Linked DNA regions of Gossypium hirsutum: region 1 is linked to region 2. The links are chromatin contacts, called in public Hi-C maps. All regions are on one chromosome and are shown on one strand. Each heading gives the region's core, a stretch centred on a gene start, on an enhancer-like site or on the middle of the called end of the contact. The rest is flanking DNA. Distances are from core to core; before and after follow the strand shown. Region 1 holds the start of LOC107948342 (probable protein phosphatase 2C 38). Region 2 has its middle 47 kb from the start of LOC107948335.

Region 1 (5,966 bases), core at 1,959-4,458, 520 kb before region 2:
TAGACTACCTTTACACAATGCACATTTTCTATAAATATCACAATGACTCAATTTAAAAAAGAATTTTAAACTTTCGTTGCGCCTAAAAACACTATTTTCTAAATAGATTGTTACAAAAATTACATCATCATCTATTACCGCATTCACCTTGCACGACATCCACTTGCTACTTCTATTGTCACCAACTTTGCCACCTTTATCACAAGACAATAAAGCGTACTTCTTTCTGCAAAGTGGTCTCCTCATCATACTGAAATCTTTCAATTTAGCATGCTCCTGGTAACTATTGAATCACATCCCTCTTATCGGTTCCGATTCTAAGTCCAAAAAAGGGTCCTCATGAACAACATCATCTTCTTTTAAAGACTCGACATCATCTTCATCCCAATGCCTTCACATGTCTCTTCATTTGAAGACTCAACGTCACCCTCATCCCTAATGGCTTCACCTGTTGTGTTCAATTTGTTGCCAACACCATTAAATAAATGATCACTACCTTCTTCCAATAAATTATCGTTATCAAAGAATCCTAACAAATCATGCAACATCTGCCTTACATCGTTGTCATCGTCGGAACTACTCCTGCTTTGAGAACTTGCTCCGTCGCAATTATCAGTTTGATTTTTCATTCCACTATTTTAACCTCTTTCTTTGTTCCTTAACACAACTTATGACACTTCAGAACGAAACATGAAGATTTTAGCTTCATAAATACAAACATAGACTTTTTCTTTAAAAAGTAAGAGACTATTGGTATCGTTCGAAGGGGAAACAATTCATTTTCAGTCACCTTTTTGCACGAGTAATACAATATGAAAATCGTAATAAAACATTAAAACTAGCCGCTACAATCAACGTTGGGATAAAACATCATTAATAACATGTTTGAGAGGGAAACTTATCAATCATGTGTTCAAGAGGGAAGCAAAGGCAGAAAACTACATCCATGCACATACCGCCAAAACCAATAAAAGGGTAAGACTATCATTTTTCTGTATCTAGACAAATTCTAGACATGAAACAACTCCATATATATATATACACAAATGAAATGTGACACGTGACTGAAGTTAAAAAAATATATTATTAGTGTGTCAAATACTAAGCTATAAAATATATAGTCAATACTTATATTTTGAAAATATATATATATAAAAATTTCAAGTTAATCAGGCTACTCTCATATGATATGATAGATAATTGACAAAAAATAAACATGTCACATTAGACAAATTCTGCTAGAACATATTGATAATGTTAATGATTAGATTAGTATTTTTTTTTTAAAAAAGGTAAGAAGATTTAAACTTATATTGTTTAAATGCAAAAACTAATGTCATGTTTGATAAAACGTTGAAAAAAAATTCAATCAACTGTAAATTAATATTTTTGACTACACCTTCGATAAACCACAATGAAGTTTACTAGATAAAATTTTTCAACAAAAAAGTGTAGAAAATGATAAGTAGATAGGGACCTATTTATCACTTAATAGATAATAAATTCAATTATTTTTATTTTATTCTATTTCATTTAAGATTATATTATCCTTTATTAAACAATCTAATTATAATTAATATTTAATTTTCAATAATACACCAAATGATTTTATAACTTAAATTTAACTTTTAATTTTAGTAATTTTTTTTATCAACACACTTAAAGTTTTTAAGTTTATCAAACATAGTTTAAATATCAAATTTAATCACTATAGAAACTAACAACATGTTTTGACCAACATAAAACAACTTAATCACAATTATATCCTAACAAACAAATTATTAGTCAAGTAATAATAATTTGTATGTTTGTCTCAAAAAAAAGTATAATACCAAATTTAGTTGTAAATATTTATATTTTTTTGTCAATTTGATCATTATTATTATTATTTAGCTAAATTCGACTCTTAATCTTTTAAAAAGAGTCGAATTTGATTACCAACTTTTTAAAAAAAGTTAAGTTGTTGTTATTTAATGGAAATACTAATTCAAAACTTTAATTTCAATCCTCATTGCAATCCACACATACTCCATGTTTTTTTTTTTTAAATTTATGAACTTTTTATAATTTTGATTTTTGATACTTTTTAAATTCTTTGTCACACAAATTAGTCATGCCAACATGGTTAAAAGAATTAATATTTTATTCATCATCTTTATTAAAAGAACGATCAATATGACGCTTTTTGAAAGATTAATGACTAAAATTAACTAAAAAAGAGAAAAAAATTAATAACCAAACTGATAAAAAATATAAATCTACATAGCTAAATTTAACATTACTGCAAAAAAAAAAATTGTATGGGTTATAAGTTTTGTGATTTAAGATAGGATTTTGCGTGCAACATTTTGGAAATGCACATTTACAGGTGAAGCTAGAACTTTAACGCCATTGAATTTGAACATATAAAGCATCAAAAGTGAAAGAAAAGAAAAAAGAAGAAACCCATATTTTACATCATATTAAAAATTAAAAACACAAATACTGTGTCCTCTTCTGAAGTAAACGAGTAAGTATTGAGCCTCCAATCTGCTTTCCTAAAAAAGGTGACATTGTTGACAAGTACAAGAATCTGATTAAATGCTATTCGGCCATCAATGTATGTACAGTGAGAAATATGGTGTTGATGGCTGAAAATGGTCCTGTAGATGGAAGGTGAGCCAAACTCATCTCAATGCTGTCCAGTTGCTGGCTGAACAAGAACTGGAAAGAATGCATGTACCATTACCAAATATATATCCATCAATCCAGTGCCAGAGCAATGGACCCCCCCATCCTTCCCTTTCTTTTCAATTTAAACCAGTTGTTCATATTTCTCATCACAAACTCATAGCCAACAGAATAATTAAACATGATTTTGATCATTAATAGCTGGCAAAGACATCAGTAAAACTTTGGTACTGAAAAGGACATCATACCCTTTTTCTTCTTTTACACATATTCCTTAATATGTATGGAAGAAAATGAAATATGTTTGGTGTACACAAATTGCCGGATAATATATATATGAGTAGGTTTTCCACTTCTTCTTTTTATGATGATGTTGGAATCCCAAGCTTTATATGGTAAAAACAGAATTTTTCTAAAATTAAGAATGCTTTAACATGTTTAGGAAAGGGTCAAGTATGAAAATAGTAATGGAAGGATACTTGCCTAAAAACCTTGGATTATTCATTCATGATTGCAAATAAACAGAAACGAAAACTTGAAATCTCAGCCATGCAATAAAATCTGTCATAGTTTTAGGGCAAAACCACTTGAAAGAGACTAAACAAAACCAGAAAGGCAACAAAGAAGTATGTTACAATAACAAAAACAACAATGTCAGAAGCCAGTGATTTAAATCTCTTTTTATTTCTCATATTGGATCTCCTCTGACTCCCCAAGAAAAAAAAAACAAAACTCAAGATCTGCCAAAAAAACCCCAAACTCTCCTCTTATCCGTTTCGTATTTTGATCTCAGACAAAAGTTTGTCTCTATCGAATCCCAAGGTGCTTTTCCAGCTAAGTCTGTTGGCGAAACATGGCACACCGTGAAGGGACCAAAGACATTTAATCCAGATTCAAGGTACTCAGCCACCAGCGCACCCCCCCCCTTATTCTCTGAACTCACATAAACTATTGCTTTCTTGTCTCAACTTCACACGCAGCAGTTGAGTTAGCCCATACCCAACTTGGTCCTTCCTTGTCTCGGAATAGGTCTGATAATAATGGTGTCTAATTCTTGGTTATATAGTTCCAAGTATTGGGGTTCTAGTATTGTACAACAAACAGAAACTTGATCCCTGAATGAGCCTTGGGACCTTCTTCTTTATCAGGGTTTTATGAACACATATATATCATACATTTGCTGAAAAATTGATTACCTGAAAATGGTTAAATCCTGTTGGAAACCATCTATTGAGGGTGATTCTAGAGGGTGCCTTGATGGTTTACTGTGGTATAAAGATATAGGGCAACATGTTTATGGATATTTTTCAATGGCAGTGGTTCAAGCCAATAGTTTGTTGGAGGATCAAAGCCAACTTGAATCGGGATTGTTGAGTTCGAGTAGTTCCGGTCCGTACGGGACTTTCATTGGTGTGTATGATGGACATGGTGGACCTGAGGCTTCAAGCTTCATCAATTACAACCTTTTCTGCAATTTTAAGTGTACGTTTTATTTGGACTAATCATTTATGCAGTTCTATATAGGTTGGCTTAACGCTTATTTATGTTTCCCTTGATTTGCAGCATTTGTGTCTGAGAATCAAGAAATGTCAACAAATGTTCTCAGAAAGGCTTTCTTGGCAACAGAAGACAAATTTCTTTCCCTTGTGAGGAAGCAATGGCTGGTTAAGCCGCAAATGGCATCGGTCGGATCGTGCTGTTTGACGGGAGTGATCTGCAATGGACTGCTATACATTGCAAATGCTGGTGATTCCAGAGTAGTCTTAGGCAGATCAGTAAGAGGGGCTAAGGAAGTTATAGCAATGCAATTATCGACCGAACACAATGCAAGTTTTGATGCCGTAAGAGATGAGCTTCGGTCGTTGCATCCCAATGATCCGCAGATTGTTGTGATGAAACACAAAGTTTGGCGTGTTAAGGGCCTTATACAGGTAAGCTAAACGTTGAAACTGAACTGAAAATGAAATCATTTTCATTTAAGTCTCTTATTTATCCCCTCCTTTTTATCATTGCAGATTTCAAGATCCATAGGTGATGCATATCTAAAGAAGGCAGAATTCAACGAAGAGCCTCTCCTGCCTAAATTTAGACTGCATGAACCGTTTCGAAAGCCGATCCTTAGTGCCGAGCCGTCATTGTTAGTACATAAACTCCACCCTGATGATCAGTTTCTCATCTTTGCTTCTGATGGTCTTTGGGAACACTTGAGCAACCAGCAAGCTGTTAGAATTGTGCAGACTAGCCCACGAAATGTAAGTTTACCATGGCAAAATGGCTGAACACAGAAAAAAGACTGTTGAGCATTGGGTTAACACTTCTTTTGATGCAGGGAATTGCAAGGAGACTTGTTAAAACAGCACTCAAGGAAGCAGCACAGAAAAGAGAAATGAGATACTCAGACCTGAACAAGATTGATAGAGGGGTGAGGAGACATTTTCATGATGATATAACAGTCATAGTTGTCTTTCTAGATCCCCATTTGATCAATGGAAGCTCATGCTACAACTCTCCCATGTCGATAAAAGGCGGAGGAAGACTTGCCAGCCTCTGCTAGTACCGTTGCTGGTGACTCATCGCTAGGAAATTAAGATGAAGAGCTAAATGTCTAAAAAACTTATCCTCAAATTTCCTTACAAATAGGGGACTAACCTTGTTGAGATTGCAAGACAATGTGTAGATATGGTTTCATGCAATTTAGTTGGTAAATTGTCTGCTCTCCTGCTACCACAATTGATAACGTCTCTCATTCACAGTCCAGATTTATGTTATCTTAGGCCTTACATGGTGAAGAAATTCCCTTTTATATATTTATACAAAACTAATGGCTCCTTTGCTTAGACTTAGTTTAGCTACTTTTCTTCATAATGATGTATTCTTTTTTTGTCTTTGAAAAGCTTAGAAGTATTTTATTTAGTAATATTTTTGTCTCAAAAATTTAAAAATACTTAAAAGTAATGCTAAATTGACCTTTAATCTTTAACGAGACTTATCGTAGCAAAGAATATTGGGGTATTGTTTTACGAAATTTTAAGAAAAAAAAGGAACCAATAAATTAAACATTAAAGAACCTGTAGCACTATTTTTTTAAAAAAAAATATCAATCATGTGAACATGAACAAGGCGTAAGCTATTAATGGTGTATTTAAATGTTTCATGTCATATTTATTAAAACTTATAATTATTGATTTTAAATTTAAATGCTTGTAGAATTCTATTATTTTTTTTATACAAAATAAAGATAGAGATTAATATAAAAAATTATGAAGCATGAATACGTACACACAATATAAGTATAA
Region 2 (6,232 bases), core at 3,410-5,909:
GTGCTCTGTCTAAGTATGCAAGTTACAAAGAGGAAGGAGGGAGAATTAATGAATTATACCTGCAACAATGCTAGTAATTGTTGATTTTTGGGGCGGGGAAATGAAATTGTTTTTAACTTTAATGGTAAGAGTTGAAATTTAGGAACTAGAAGAGGTTTGAAAGTCAAGGAGTTGGAGATGAAGGGGAAGAATTGAAAGTCTCTTTTATTTTTTTTCTTGTTTTTCCTGCTCCAATGAACTCCTTTGTTTTTTTTTCTTGTCTGTAACGTATCAGAAAGTTTAGAAGATGAAGAGTTTTTTTTTTCACTTCTGAAGAAATAAAATATTTTTGGGCTCCCTTCCAACTTTGGATTCTGTGCAGCTGCACTCCTAGTCTACCCCCAGAGCCGAGCCTGTATGCGATGCTACTGGCTGAGAGATGCTGTTAAGCTGATTTAATTTGTGTTCTTGTTTTAGGCTTTATCCTTTTTTTTTATAAATAAAAATGTTATCTAGATTATTTTTTATCAAAATATTATTTAGATTATTATCTATTTGAAATTATTTAAATAATTTTAAAAAAATTATCTAAATTTATCATTTAAAATATCTAACAATTATAAATTTCGATTAATTGAATTATAAAAAAATTATTGTAGATGATATTCTTGAGAGACAATGGTCTCATGTGTGATTTATAAAATTTTAAAAATATTAAAATATCTAATATATATTTTAAAATTTTCTCTAATTTTAATAACATTCTCTAATATTTTTTAATAATTTTTTGTATTTTTTTTTCAAATTTAAAGATTTTTTAAAAGTTTTTTGAATGATGACATCATTCTAACATCATCATATGACATGTGATAGAATATGAATAGTTGAATATCTTAGCCATTAGTTTTACTGTTCAAAGGACTAAAGTGAGAATGTCTAATAATGTTAGGAACTGAAGTGAACTAAAAAAATTTTAATAACCAAAATGAAAAAAAGACATATTTCAGGGACTAAAAGGTGTATTAAGCTAATTATAAATTTGCCCATCATTTATATTAACTATAAAAGATAAATATGATTTATATGTTAAAATTAAAATTTATAAATAATTTATATTAATTACTTAAAATATTCAAAATTTATATTTTATATATCATAATATTAACAATGAATTATCATAAATTATTTTATTATATTTGCATTATAACTTAAATTGAATATTCATTAATACAAGAATAATAATAATAATATGATATAATAATAAGTGAAAATAAAGATCCAAATATAAATTTTATTATAATTTAAGTTTATATATTTTATATATAATAATATAAGTTTATATATTTCATATATATAATATTAATTTCTTAATAAATTATTTTTATTTTTAATATAATTTAAGTTTATACATTACATATACAATAATATTAATGAGTTTAATTATAATTTAAATACATATTTTTTTTAGAACAACAAAACAAAAACAAACATCTTATTTAAAAAAAATGTTTTTATGACACTGAATAATAAACAATTTAAGTTTTTTGAAAGCTCATTTTAACCACGTTAACCCTATACAAAACCAACTCACCCGAATTCATAAACACAAGCGCGTGGCAAAACAACCGGTTCAGAGTTTTATCTTCCCCCTTCTAGAGGCAGACCCCATGCGTCCTCGGTCCACCCGATGATCCAATAGTTCAAAATGAACACTAGAATCTTCTTGTCCGAAATAGACATCTTTCCTCTCTCTATATTTTCTAGTTCATCCCACCACACTCCATTTTTCATGATCTTTCTACAATCAGCATTTTGACAATAACCAGAAACAGAGCCAGTTCCCTTCAGCTCGTTATTGCAAAACGTTTCTTGTTTTTCTTTTTATCTGGGATCAGTGCGAACACTTGGAAATGGCGAAGAAGTGCTACCCGACAGTGAGCGAAGAGTATAAAAAAGCAGTGCAGAAATGCAAGAGAAAGCTTCGGGGACTCATTGCCGAGAAGCATTGTGCTCCCATCATCCTCCGTTTAGCGTAAGCTTTTTGTCATTTTTTCATTGTTCTGTTTTTCTTTTTTCTGCTGTGACTTCATTATCCGTTGGTTTATATGAGACAGATGGCACTCAGCTGGAACATTCGATGTGAAAACCAGAACAGGAGGGCCGTTCGGGACGATCAAGCATCGGGATGAGCTCGCTCATGAAGCCAAACATAGCTGTTAGGCTTTTAGAACCCGTTAAGGAACAGTTCCCCATTCTGTCTTACGCAGATTTCTACCAGGTATTCCAATCCCAAATCAGTGTTTGCTTTTGCTCTATTTACTCGGTGTTTTTCTTATTGACTTCGAAGTGGTGAAAAGTTGGCTGGAATTGTTGCTGTTGAAGTTACGGGAGGGCCTGAAATTCCTTTCCACCCTGGGTGACCGGTAAGATATCCATTAATCTCCCATTTGTGCTTGATCACACCTTATTTTTATGATCTTAAAAGGATGGGAAACATATATAGTTATAACTCCGACTTGTTTTTCTGGACAAAAATGAACCACCTCCAGAGGGTCGTCTGCCACAGGCCACCAAGGGTCAGTTTCATGCATGAAAATTAAGAAAATGGATAATTACAAGTGTTTCGTTGTAAAGAAGTTTCCATTCTTTAATTTTTGTTTCTATACAGGCTCTGATCATCTGAGAGAAGTGTTTGGGCACATGGGTCTTGGCGATAAAGACATTGTTGCTTTATCCTGTGGTCATACGCTGGTAAAGTTGACAAGAGAGATTATGTTTTCCAACTGTTAGACGTAAGTTCAATGCGTTCTAATTATGTCGTTGAAACCATTATTATTACAGGGGAGGTGCCATAAGGAGCGTTCTGGGTTCGAGGGACCCTGGACTTCGAATCCTCTCATTTTTGATAACTCCTATTTCAAGTAACAGCTCTTTTAGTACTTAAATTATTGTTGTGAGTTGATGCTCGAATCGTTTCCAACTTGATTGCATTGTGACCCATGTTCTTACATTCTTGTTTGAAACAGAGAACTTGTCAGTGGAGAGAAAGAAGGTCTGATGCAGTTGCCAACCGACAAAGCACTTTTGGAAGATCCTGTCTTTCGCCCTCTTGTCCACAAATATGCTGCAGTAAGTATCAATTCATATCTTTCAGCTTTTTGTTATATATATCATATAGATTTAACATATGCAACCTTTATTTTATCTCTCAAGTGCGGTTCATTTGTACCAGTACATGTATATATATATGTAATAGTTGGAACTTTTAGTTATGAATAATGTTGTGCCTTATTAGGATGAGGATGCCTTCTTTGCTGACTATGCTGAATCTCATTTGAAGCTTTCGGAGCTTGGGTGAGTAGCAACCAACTTTTTATTTCATCCCCTTCTGCAAATTCTCTTGCATTTTTCCTATATAATCTAACAATTTCTTTGACCATGTTTTAGATTCGCGGATGCCGAAAAGGGGATTTACAAAAGCATCCAACATGATCATGCTGCTGTCTTGTGCCTGATGTTTACGAGTCTTTGCCGTTTGTGAAAAACATGTTGATCAAAATTTATGTTTTGTGTCCTGTGTACGATTAATAAATATCACAGTATGATGAAATAAGAATTTGAGGACAAAGAAATGTTGGTGTTTAGTGCACGTTTTGTTGGAAATGAGTTAATTGTTTCCTCCTATTAATAGAAATGAGTATGTATTGAAAGCGTGGGAAATGTTTTGGGTACGAATTAAATGGTATATTTTGAATGTATTTTTATTATTTTAATAATTTATATTTTTATAATTTTTAAAGGATAGATCAATTTTTTTTATATTTTTAAGAATTAAAGTATAATTTTATCATTATTAATTTAAAATTTTATAAATTTTAAAAATATATAAATGAATTTTTTATTTCATGGTTTATGTTATATTTTCCTACTTGTATTATTGGTTGTCATGCTGAATATTTGTTGAAGATTATCAAAGTTATATTTGATTCAATTGAATACTATGATTGCTTTTAATTTAATCATATAATATTTTCATAATATCACTATCCAAAGCCATAGAAGTTAAATTAAATAATATATGAAATTCGTAAGCCTGAAACGTAAATAATGAATGTTTCAAAATATTTTGTTTTTCTTTTAATTTGGTATTCATATGAATACAAAAAATTCGAGAATCTTGAGTCCATTTATATATATATATGAAAAAATATATATAATGAAAGCTTTTGCTCTTGGCATTTACCTTTTTGTCCTAGAGACAAATTAACATCAAAAGAACATCACAATTCACTTCCACCATTTTCATGGATGGCTTCTACTCTTCCCACCATCAAAAGTTTTTTGCTCTTCCCACCATTTGGGAATTCTTGCACAACTTGTAACCAATGTTGCACCACCTGCATTTGCTCTTGAAGTTGTTTATCTAGTGTTATCTGCTCCCACCATGGTGATTACTTTTTTTTGGCTTTCCCAGCTCGACTAGTAAATCTTTGTAAGCTCTAATACCAATTTGTCACAACCTTAGCAGTGACAAGTTTGGATTTATGGAAGAATTTGAAGAAAGAAGGTTGAAGAAGAGAATTCTGAAATTTTCGTTCACAAGGAAGAAAAGACATTACAATGACCAAATCATGCCTATGACCATTAGCATAAAACTAAGCCCATTAATCAACTAGCCCATCTTTCTCGGTCCCTAACGTCTGTGATCCTCGTAGCCTATTATCTATCAGCTTACATATAGATATTAGCCCATATGTGAGTTTAACTAACCATCGGATACATTATCCATAACTACCCTATTTAGGGATTTCATTCCCAATTTCCCCCTTTGTAGTTGAGATCATGACAATGAGTTTCCTAATGTACCCATCACCTTAGAATGGATGGGATACTGAAGGTACGGTAAATTCTACCTAAGCAAAAAGGCATAACCATCATGCGGCATGTATGAATGTGATAATGCATGGGTGGGTTCAAATTTTCTTTTCCATTTCAAGATTAAAAGAAAGATGAATCTAATCTCACTATTTCGATTATCTAGTGGAACCTAATTATATTTGATATCGATAGTCATTTAATTATAAATAAATTTTCATTTTGATAATTTAATTAAAAAAATTACAATTTAGTTCCTAAAATTTTCAAAAAAAAAAATTTACACCCTAACTAATTCATCAGTAACATGACACTTGTTAAATTGGTATAATAATAAATTTAATTCTCAAATTTTATATTCCCTATCAATTTAACCTTGATTCTATGTAAAAATTATAAAAAAAATGAAAGCTCTTTTATTTTAAAAATTGAAAATTTCTATAAAAGTATTTTAAACAATATATAAAAAATTTAGATGCATAAAAATTATTTTTCGATAAGATTTATAGGGGTTTTAGTTTAACTACAATGCAAAGATTATGTTTTTCTTTTTTTAAGGTCAAGTTTTGATTTTATTTCTTGGTCTTGGTTGATCGATTCCATGGAAGATTGATAACAACATTTGCATAGATTTTTATAGGTTTAATCTTCTCTTTATCATATCATTAAGCTAATTTCCTTAGTTTTATCTTTCAAAAAAGTTTAAGAAGTTGAGTTTTTAATAACTCAAGCCCGAAGTAACAATGTCCAAGGCTACAAGAAAGTCGACGATTCAAGTTCTGAATCCAATCCACTTAAAAGTACTAAGTATGGAGGATTGTATAAGTTGAATTTAGGGGTCGTTGAACCGGGAAATATTAAGTCCAAAAGTGATGGTGTGAATTGATGACGAAGACGATTGGGAAGGGGAGGAGTGTACTATTAATGTACCGTAAATAGAGGACTTAGGATCGATCAAGGAGCGCAGAGGTGTATGGAGAAGAAGGCGGCAACATTGGTTCAGGGAGGGTAATTAGGGTTTGCCATTTTTGGAGGTAATTTATCTTAATATTTGGTAATAGATTGGGTTGGACATTTGGAAGGAAAAAAATTGTGTTAGAAGCACATATTAGGATGATTTGATTTTGAAATAAATTTTTTTATTAATACTTAAAATTATAAAATTTATAATTTTTTTAATTTATAAATAAGAAGATAATATATTTCAATACACTTGAACTCACGTTATTCTCTTATATTATCAACAAGACCAGACTAAATCAGCCATTGAAATAAAATTTTAAATCATCCAATTTACGATGTCGTCCACCTCTAGCTGTTGCGTTTTGGTAGAAGCCTTTAAACTTTTAGGCACCCAAAGTGCAACGTCAACCTACTT

The links. A called contact is a pair of places that touch in the nucleus more often than the background predicts.
Region 1: a contact with region 2 is called in a Hi-C map of leaf, with 2.0 times the contacts expected there. The contact joins the promoter of LOC107948342 here to the enhancer-like site in region 2. A contact is called at or near these places in 4 of 34 Hi-C or Micro-C datasets (all in leaf).

The regions. Positions count from the first base shown.
Region 1 is chrA04:69,703,890-69,709,855 of Gossypium_hirsutum_v2.1, reverse strand. It overlaps LOC107948342 (probable protein phosphatase 2C 38), which reads left to right and starts at 3,208. Exons shown (of 4, transcript XM_016882850.2): 1 at 3,208-4,152; 2 at 4,234-4,601; 3 at 4,686-4,922; 4 at 5,000-5,587. The coding sequence starts at 3,873. The coding sequence ends at 5,224.
Region 2 is chrA04:69,187,963-69,194,194 of Gossypium_hirsutum_v2.1, reverse strand. It overlaps the pseudogene LOC107949273. Among protein-coding and RNA genes, the nearest start is that of LOC107948335, 47 kb to the right of the region's middle. Within about 2 kb of position 4,659, at least 3 of the 9 cell types and tissues checked have an H3K27ac peak or open chromatin away from gene starts, as enhancers often do. A contact at or near this core is called in leaf, where this site is marked.